2 separate regions of the Arachis hypogaea genome follow, and region 1 is linked to region 2. A link is a contact called in public Hi-C data. All regions are on one chromosome and are shown on one strand. Each heading gives the region's core, a stretch centred on a gene start, on an enhancer-like site or on the middle of the called end of the contact. The rest is flanking DNA. Distances are from core to core; before and after follow the strand shown. Region 1 holds the start of LOC140184856. Region 2 holds the start of LOC112803344.

Region 1 (4,894 bases), core at 98-2,597, 160 kb after region 2:
AACAATCTCTGTGGGATCGACCCTTACTCACTAAGGTTTATTACTTGGACGACCCAGTACACTTGCTGGTTAGTGGTACGAAATCACTTTAAGATTTTGAGATTGGGATTAGAATTTCGTGCACCACACTCGCTCCACCATAATCATACTCGTGCTAAAGGTCGTGTCTCAAAAATCCCTCTTCCTCTTGCGGGTATTCATTCAAATCGAACAACTCGGTACGTGGTGGTGCGAAAGGACAGTAAGGATCTACATGATCCGGTGATCGATTCATCGAGAAGTCACTAGCATGACCTGATGTGGCGCGACGACCAACAGACTTCTCAGATGCACCAGGCCCTTGCTTCTCTGGCATCAAAAATAGATAATCTGTGTCTCTTAGGACTTGAGAGAAGCTGATGGAATCAATTCCAGCCAACTGACTGAATTGACCATCGACTAGAATTACCATTTGTGGTATGTAAGGTTCTGCTACCTAATGTGGTTGTGGTTCTAGTATGTACAGTTGTTACTGCTCATATGCCGAACACTGCTGTTGTTGCTCATATATCGGAAATTGTTGTTGGCCGTAGGCCTGTGCCTGAAATTGCTGGGCATATGCCGGGGCCTGAAAGTAGTGCTCATATGCCAGAACTTAGATAATAATTAGTAATAGTTAATAATAATTAATCAACCTGAATAATAATAATTAATAACAGGATCAATAATTATTAATAACGGTAACATTAATGATAATAAACCTTAATGATACCTAAAACCCTTGGTCATAGCCCGGTGCCTGATACTAGTACTCATGACCTGACATCTAAAACTGCTGCTCATGAGGGAGAACTTGCTGCTGAGGGCCAACTGGTTCTTCCTATTATTCCTGTGATTCATTCGCGTCGACCTCTTCACCTGCAACTCTATTTGACTGTTGTAGGTTATGCCCGTACTGTTGTGTGTACCACTCGTAGTACACCGAGAGAGGATGAAAGTCGACAATCTCGTCCCCTAGCTGCAGTGTGTTATAGCGGCTAGATATCCACAAGTTAACCCATTAACTATTCCTATCTCTCCAGTCATGGTTCTGTAGACCTGTCAACCACTTCCAATGATCACGACCAATCTTGAATGCCAGGTCTGGTGGAAGTTGTTGCAGCTCAAACTGTTGTCTAACTCGGTCTGCCGGGTGCCACTCTATACCCTCAAATGATACTAATGGCGACTTTGTGGAGCACATAAACAAATTTACTGCGAGGTAGTCCAGAACCCTTACTCCCATATACGGCCGCCATATAAACTACACATTAGTAACCACGAGACCGATTAGTAAAATTATTATTCTAAATAAGAAGTCTAACATAAATGGTTAAAACTTACATCGTTGACTCCCATGTCATCGAGTCCTTGCCTAAAATGCGCCGTAGACTTCCGTGTATATATTGTATACCGGCGCCAATGACTCCACCTAAACTAGATTAGAATTATTGCAACAACAACAACAACAACAACAACAACAACAACAACAACAACAACAACAACAACAATAACAATAACAACAAAAATAATAACAACAACAATAACAACAACAACAACAACAACAATAATAATAATAATAATAATAATAATAATAATAATAATAATAATAATAATAATAATAATAATAATAATAACAGTAAAAAATAATATCGTCGCGCAAGTGGAACACCAACATCGACGGGTAGATCGTGAGGAATAAGTGCCAGGAACAGCATACGGTCCCATGCCCAAACAAAAAGTAGTATGAGTGACCCATCCATCTCTTTACAGTTGTATCGTGATGCATGACACAACAATCTGTATAGATGTGCCAGATTGGCTGCCCTCCAACTGTATAGTATAATTCAGTGAAAATCTCGAAGTAGAGGTAGAAACTTTGAGTTTAATGAAGTGGTAGACTTATCCATAAACACAACCGTTCTGAACATCCAGAAAATGTGAGCCTGAATGTACCGCTCAATGGACTCCTGCGTGTCACACCGTTCGGTGTCTCTACACCGCCGGACCTACCCAAGATTTACCTTACCCAAGACGTGATCGTGCGGACCGGGATCCCGACCAAAAGAAGCGATGTAATTCTCTACCAAATGAAAAAGAAAAATGATAATTATTAATATCACTTCATAATTATAATTAATGTTAACAATAACATTAATAAATATTAATACTTTTCTTAAAAATTATCACAATAATAATGATAATAATAAATTCTTAATAATAACAATATAATAATAATATAATAATAATAACAATAATATTCATAGTTGATAATTAACAGTATAATAACAACAACAACAATAATAACGACGACGACATTACTCACGATGATAATAATAATAATAATAATAATAATAATAATAATAAAGTTTTTAAAAATAATTGTCTGTTAATAATATATTAATAATAACAGTTATTATTATATTAAAAAATATTAATAAACCAGAAGCATTATCAACTAAAGCATCAATTGAGAGTAAAGGGTGTGTATTTTTAGGACAAACTTTGTTTAAATCAATAAAATCAACACACACGTTATTTACCATTATGTTTCTTTACCATAACTACATTATCTAACCAAGTAGTAAATTTGATCTCGCGTATAAAGTAGGCATTAATAAATTTTTTGGTTTCCTCTAAAGATGCTTGTCATTTATCAGCACCAAGATTACGCATTTTCTGAGCTATAGGTTTGACGGAAGGATTCAAAGCCAACTTATGACAAATAACATATGGATATATGCTAGGCATATTTACAGTAGTCCAATCAAACAAATTGACATTTTTTTAAAAAAACTGTCCGAACTTATCTTTCTCATTTTCCTACAAAATTGCCCCTACATAAGTAAATTTATTTGGATAATTAGTTAAGGATAATTTCTGTAATTCTTCCATTGGAGTTGATTTTCTTGCAATTCGGCCCTTGGATCTAACTCGGCTAATTGTGAAAGATCAACCGAGTTATGAACTGCATTGATGTGTGAATCTATAGCTCGACTTGAATATATGTTCTAAAATTAGCATTGTAGCAGTGCCAAGCTTCATGGTGATCACTTTGAATAGAAGCAATAACATCATTTTGCACATGAAACTTAACACTAAGGAATTGTAAAAATTATGACACCAAATTGATTTAAGAAATGATGACCAAGTATTAAATTATAAGGGCTATAACAGTCAATAATAAGATATTGAATATTCAAAGTTTTAGCTAAAAGATGCTCACCCAGTGTGGTTTGTAACCACAAAGATTTTAAAATAGGAACACACTCACTTCAGAAGCCCACTAAGTTGAAAAAGAAGAAGGTCGTAAGATGTGATTGCTTAATTTTATCTTCTGAATTATAAAATAAAAAAGAACATCTACATTGTTTTCAGGATCTAAAATGACTTTACGAACAATCAAATCCCCTAGTTGTATATATAGGGCTTGTTTGGATGCCATTTTCAGAAAAGATCTTTTTTAATGATATTTTTTTTAAAAATCTTTTACAAAAATAAAAATTAACTTTATGTTTGGATATCTCATGTAAAAAGATTTTTTTATCTATCAATTATGTTTGGGTAAAATAAGATAAAAATACTATTTTGTTTATTTATTATGTGAAAAACATCTTTTTTTAAGAAAAAAAGTTCTTTTAAAAAATATAAATTGTAGCTTCTCAAAAAAGATATTTTTTATTTTATTTTTCTAGTGTTTTTACTTTGACTATTAGAAATTTACCAAACATACTAAAAAATGATCTTTTTTCATTGAAACTTTTTTTTTATCGATTTAATAGCGCCCAACCAAACATATATTACCACTCAATCATATAAATTGGTTGTTGTTGTTGTTGTTTGGAAATTAGATGGTTTGAATACCATTTCCAAAACAGTAGGGGGAGTTGAGTGAAACTACTAGCTCCTTCTACCGAAAGCATAGCTCGGTATGTTCGCTTTTAAGCAGAATTGATGATACCTCCACCAGCAAACTTCCAGATATACAATTAATGATGCCACGAGATTCACCAAGTTGAATGATGACACTTTTATCTTTATCTCGAGAATCATGTGCTGCTGAAGAATGGTCAGTGGAATGTCCTGTGCACCTTTGAATATGGCCACCGATGTACTTATCCATATGACCTTGTTGAAGATGCAGCAAATTGATCTTCAAAAAGCTTAAATAATTTTTGAAAACATGAAACAGATTGTGCAGATAAAGAAGAAAATCAATCAAGTGTAAGACCATCTAAAAAGGTAAGAAAACAACAACATAAAATAATATTAGAAGCACCGTTCACTAGCATTGTGGAACAAAATTTTTTGACGTGCTTTTTGGATCGTCCAGACCACCATGAGGGGTTAACGTCATTGGTAAATCAAAGTTTCTAGGAAATTGAAAATTCATGACATCTACAGTAAATGGTTCAGCTATGTTTACTAAGTCTACTTGATTTGCTGGCTGATCTCCCCCCTGCTCTGAGTTTCAGAAATATGGTTGGATCAGGTTCAATTTCTTTTTCTTCATCTGATTGTTCCTCCTCTTCTTGATTATTATTGTTGTGAGTTATTCGAGCATTGGTAAACTTGGCTATCTGATTGCCATTCTTTGATCTTTTGTTGTCATGCGCTGATTAATCTGTTATAATTCTATTACCATCCTAAGAAGTTCAGAGGTGTTGGAGGAAGTTAATCAGCCATGGTTGCACGCTAATTGGAGCTCAAAGTAAGTTTAAATCCTCGGCTTCATGGTGAACGCCAATTATTCTTGTGTGACCTGACTTTGATATAGCCTGTCCCCAAGCGACCGTCTTCTAGTTAGTCTCCAAATGGGATGAGTTATACATCGGTTACAAAAAGAATAAAGAGAGTGAATACTTGCAAAAAGCAC
Region 2 (4,475 bases), core at 821-3,320:
GGGTAGGGACACTGCTCCTTGCAGCGGCAGGAGAATGTTCGACACTAGTTCGAGGGCGGGGTCAGGCTATGCAGTGACGGTACTCTAAAGCTCTAATCGTGGGGGTTGGGGTCCTCGTCTTCGGCAGGACGAGACGCGACTCTTTGTTGGGGAGAGTGATCGACACTGGTTGGGGGTAGCGTAACAACATGACTGGAGTGGAAGAGGAAGGAGATGGTGAATGACGTGAAGGAAAGTAGAAGAGAAAGAGTGAACGACGTAGAAATAGAGTTAGATTTAGGTAAGGTTGTGGAAATTTTTTGTGTTATTAGAATTTTTATTCTGATCCACATTGTAGTTGGTTAATATCCTAGTTAATTATCTAGCAAAATTAAAAATATTTAGCTTTCATTTTTTTTAGTACAAAGAAATATCCATTAACAAACAAGAGTAGTTGGTGAACATTAGATGTTTGCACATAGTGGAATGTCTTTATATGGCAACTGGCTGATAATGATCCCCATTTCTGCATCTAAACTTGGCCCAATTAGGCCAAAAAAAAAAGAAAATGCTTTCTTTTAGATTATGATATTACACTGCCATCCATATTATAATTAGGGTTAAGTACTGAAATTGTCCCTAAGGTAAGGGGCGAAAATCAAATTCGTCTCCGACCTTTTTTTGTTATTAAAATCGTCCTGAACATTCAGATTCACTTTAAAATTGTCCTCAAGTGCGTTTAAAAACTTTTAATTCCAAGTTTGCCCCTGAGCCCTTTGATGCTTGGTGTTTTATTCCCGCGAAACCGATTCATTATCTGAGTAACGTTACACAAAGGAACACTGATCCTTCACCTTCAATGATGCCCTAACAGAGTGAGTGCTGGCCTGAGGAGTAGCGTCACTGCGTTTGTATTGCGTAGGAAAGAGTGGAAGAGGAGCTCGTTGTCGTGGCATTCATCTCGAATCAGGTACGTGTACAGTATTTGTTTTTATTTTTTGGAGCTTGAACTTAATACTGTGTGAAGGATATTTGGTGGCTAACAAATGGGAGTTGGGTGTGATTTTCGTTTGTAGGTTTTAGGTAATGAAAACTTTTAACCTGACTGTTTACCATGGTGGTAGATTTGTGTATGACAATGGTACATTGGAGTATATAGGGGGAGAAAGGACTGTGATCGAAGATGTTGATATGGATTGCTGGTCTCTTTTTGAGGCATATGCTGAGGTGGGACAGTTTGGGTACACAAAGGAAAAGATTTCAGCTTTTTGGTATAAGGACCTAAGTTCTGAATGGTTAAAGAACGATTTGAAGTTATTTGAGGGAGACAGAGATGCCATTGAGATGTGTAAAATAGCGGGGAAGAGGGGTCATGTCGATCTGTACGTGGTCCATAAGGTTGAGGTTGATGAAGAGTTTCCTGAAGTAGGGTTTTTTAATGTTGGAGGCCCAGGTGAACATGTTCAGGAGGTGGAGAGGGCCAATGATGAAGAGGTACATAATCAGAATCAGTTGGTCATTTATCAGGGTGATGGGGGTCAGGAGGTAGAAAGGGCCAATGCAGAGACGGTTAAAAATGGAGATAAATTGAACCCGGATGATGTGGATAAATGGAATAGTGATGAGGATAGTGATGATGAGAATTTCATTCCATCTGATGGTGAGGTTGACAGTGCAGATGATGTAATATTTACTGATAGTGAAGAGGAGTACGATGATAAGAGCGGATTTGATGAAGTAAGAGGTGGGACGGATGGTGATCGGGTTGAAAAAGGAAAAGGGGTTGCAGGAGGTGATTTCAGTGATGAAGTTTATGTGGATTATGAAGTGGGTGGTGGTTCAGAGAAAGAGGACAACGAGGATGATGATGAGAATGAAGCAATTAGATATCCGATCCATAAAAATGTGAAAGATATGACAAGGTACAAATGAGAGGTTGGCACTGTGTTTGCTTCAAGGGAGGAATTCAAGGACACTGTTACAGCTTATGCAGTGCAAACAAGAAGGGGACTGAGGTATGCGAAACTTGACTTGGTTAGGGTGAGGGCTCTTTGTCAAGAGGGTTGTCCGTTTTGGTTATACGCTGCAAAAATGAGTGAAGAGGAGACTTGGCAGCTTAGGTCAATGAACCTTAAGCATACTTGTGGCCAGTCACATAGCGTAGGGATACTGCATACTGGTTGGCTGAGTAAAGTATTTAGAAAGAAAGTGGAAGGTAACCCAAAAGTGAAGATAAAGGACCTGGTCAACAAGGCACGAAGGAAATGGAATTTGACAGTGACAACATCAATGGCAGCTAGGTCTAGACAAGCTACATTGGATGAGATTCAGGGAGCTTACCGGAAGCAGTACAAAAGGATTGCTGACTACTGCTCAGAGCTGTTACGTGCTAATCCAGGGTCCTCAGTCACGCTCAAGGTACAAAGGTCCCCTGATTTCGAGGTTGAGGACCAGCATCAGTGGTTAAACAACTATTGCATATTTCAAAGGGTATATGTGTGTCTAGCTGCTTGCAAGAAGAGCTTCCTGCAGTGTAGAAAGTTCATTGGATTGGATTGGTGTTTTCTAAAGACACCTCAAGAGGGGCAGTTGTTGACAGCTATAGGGTGGGATCCCAATGATCAGATGCTTCTAATCGCCTACACCATTGTGGAGGCAGAGACCAAAGACACCTGGAAGTGGTTTTTCCGGCTGCTGATTAACGATTTCGGAGCTGAGGTCATAGGAAAATCAACCTTCATGTCTGATCAGCAGAAGGTAAATAGTTTAGGGTAGCAATTAAAATCTTACATTTGATAAACTTAAATTCATGGATGTTGATGCTTTTGTCCTTTATTGAAGTAATTATTGTTATGTAACACAATTCTACCTGCTCTATTAGGGTCTCTTGCCTGCTTTCGATGAAGTCATTTCAAGAGTGGACCATAGGTTCTGTGTCTGCCATCTTTACAGCAACTTTAGGAAGAAATTTCCTGGGTTACACTTGAAGCAGCTGATGTGGAGGTGTGCAAAGGCTACACACTGGAAGGAGTGGGAGAAGGAGATGCAAATCATAAGGCAAATCAATGTGATGGCGCACAGACATCTAAATGCTATAGTAGACTCTAGGAAGAAACCTATAGTGACAATGTTAGAGGACATAAGGGTTTATTTGATGAGTAGGTAGGCTCTTAATAGGGAAAGAATTGAAAACTTTAATGGTACAGTATTACCTCGCATTAGGATGAAACTAGAGAGGAGAGACAGATCAGCTGGTGAGTGGAGGCCTTACTGGTCTGCTGCACAAACATACGAGTTTATTAATGGTTTGTCTAAATTTGCTGTTGATCTTTCTGCTCATGAGTGCTCCTGTAGCAAGTGGCAGCTTAGTGGTATTCCCTGCACCCATGCCATTAGCTGCATCAACTATAAGGGCCTTGACATAGATGGATTTGTTGATGACTGCTACAAGAAGCCTGCATATGTCAAGTGCTATGATTCAGTCATCAATCCTCTGAATGGCCCAGACTTGTGGGAGAAAACCAACTTTGATGATGTCATGCCTCCTCCTTATCGAAAGCCTAGCCACAGACCAGTCAAGAAAAGAAAGAGAGGACCTGATGAGCCTCCGGACAGCAGCCAGTCCCACTTGTCTAGGAGGGGACAAATTCAGAGATGCTCAAACTGTGGTGAATCTGGACACAAGAGGGGAGGATGCAAGAAGCCATCCCTGGATGTAAGTGTATGTATATCATCAAATGCATTACTATTAGGGTTATAGTTTTATTTTTTCATCAAGTGCATTCTTTAATGTTTTCCAGGCCCAACAACCAAGGCAAGCTGCTAGCAAGAAGACCAGAGGAGGAAGGAAGCCTTTATCTATCAGACCCAAAACCAGTTCTAAGGCTTTATTCCAGCCTGAGAAGTAATCTGCAAGTGGGGGTTTGAGGAGGTCCACCAGGTCTAGAGCATCATCTTAGCCCTAACCAGCCACCACCTCTTCTCAGCCTAACTCAACCAATTCCAAGTCCAAGCCCACATCATTCTCAACTAGGCCCAACAGAAAGTCCACTAGAAGCCTTACACAACAACCACCAGCACCAAAGGAGAAGGGTGCAACCAGCTTCAGCCAACCAGCCAGACCTGTCTCTTTTAGTCACAGAATTCCACTTCATGTTTCTCCTAGAAAGTTGAGGCTCATGGCTAAACTTCCACCAAGACTTTGGAGAAAACTTTAGACTGTTCTGAGCATTTGTCTTTTGTGCTGTAATTAATGTATTGTTACTTGAATTGACACAATGTTTGTGACACTTTTTTTTTTGGTTTTTTGATAACTAGACAACATGGCTTATGATTAATCTTTCTTAGTGAGCAACAGAGTTGCAATAGATTTTTTGAATGTCCTAGACTATATTTTGTTTAGTCTCCATGTAATGGAATTGATGGTGACTCAAGTATCCACCATTTGGTGTTATTTTCCTATGCTTATTACTGAATTACACTAGACTGTGTTCTGC

Evidence for each region. Hi-C and Micro-C count contacts between places; a contact is called where the count stands out from the background.
Region 1: a contact with region 2 is called in a Hi-C map of an unstated tissue, with 5 times the contacts expected there. The contact joins the promoter of LOC140184856 here to the promoter of LOC112803344 in region 2. A contact is called at or near these places in 3 of 8 Hi-C or Micro-C datasets (leaf and an unstated tissue).

What each region holds. Positions count from the first base shown.
Region 1 is chr5:27,207,393-27,212,286 of arahy.Tifrunner.gnm2.J5K5, forward strand. LOC140184856 reads left to right here and starts at 1,348. Exons shown (of 4, transcript XM_072238045.1): 1 at 1,348-1,417. The coding sequence starts at 1,348.
Region 2 is chr5:27,045,756-27,050,230 of arahy.Tifrunner.gnm2.J5K5, forward strand. LOC112803344 reads left to right here and starts at 2,071. Exons shown (of 4, transcript XM_025846841.1): 1 at 2,071-2,736; 2 at 2,861-3,108; 3 at 3,202-3,694; 4 at 3,780-3,887. The coding sequence starts at 2,071. The coding sequence ends at 3,887.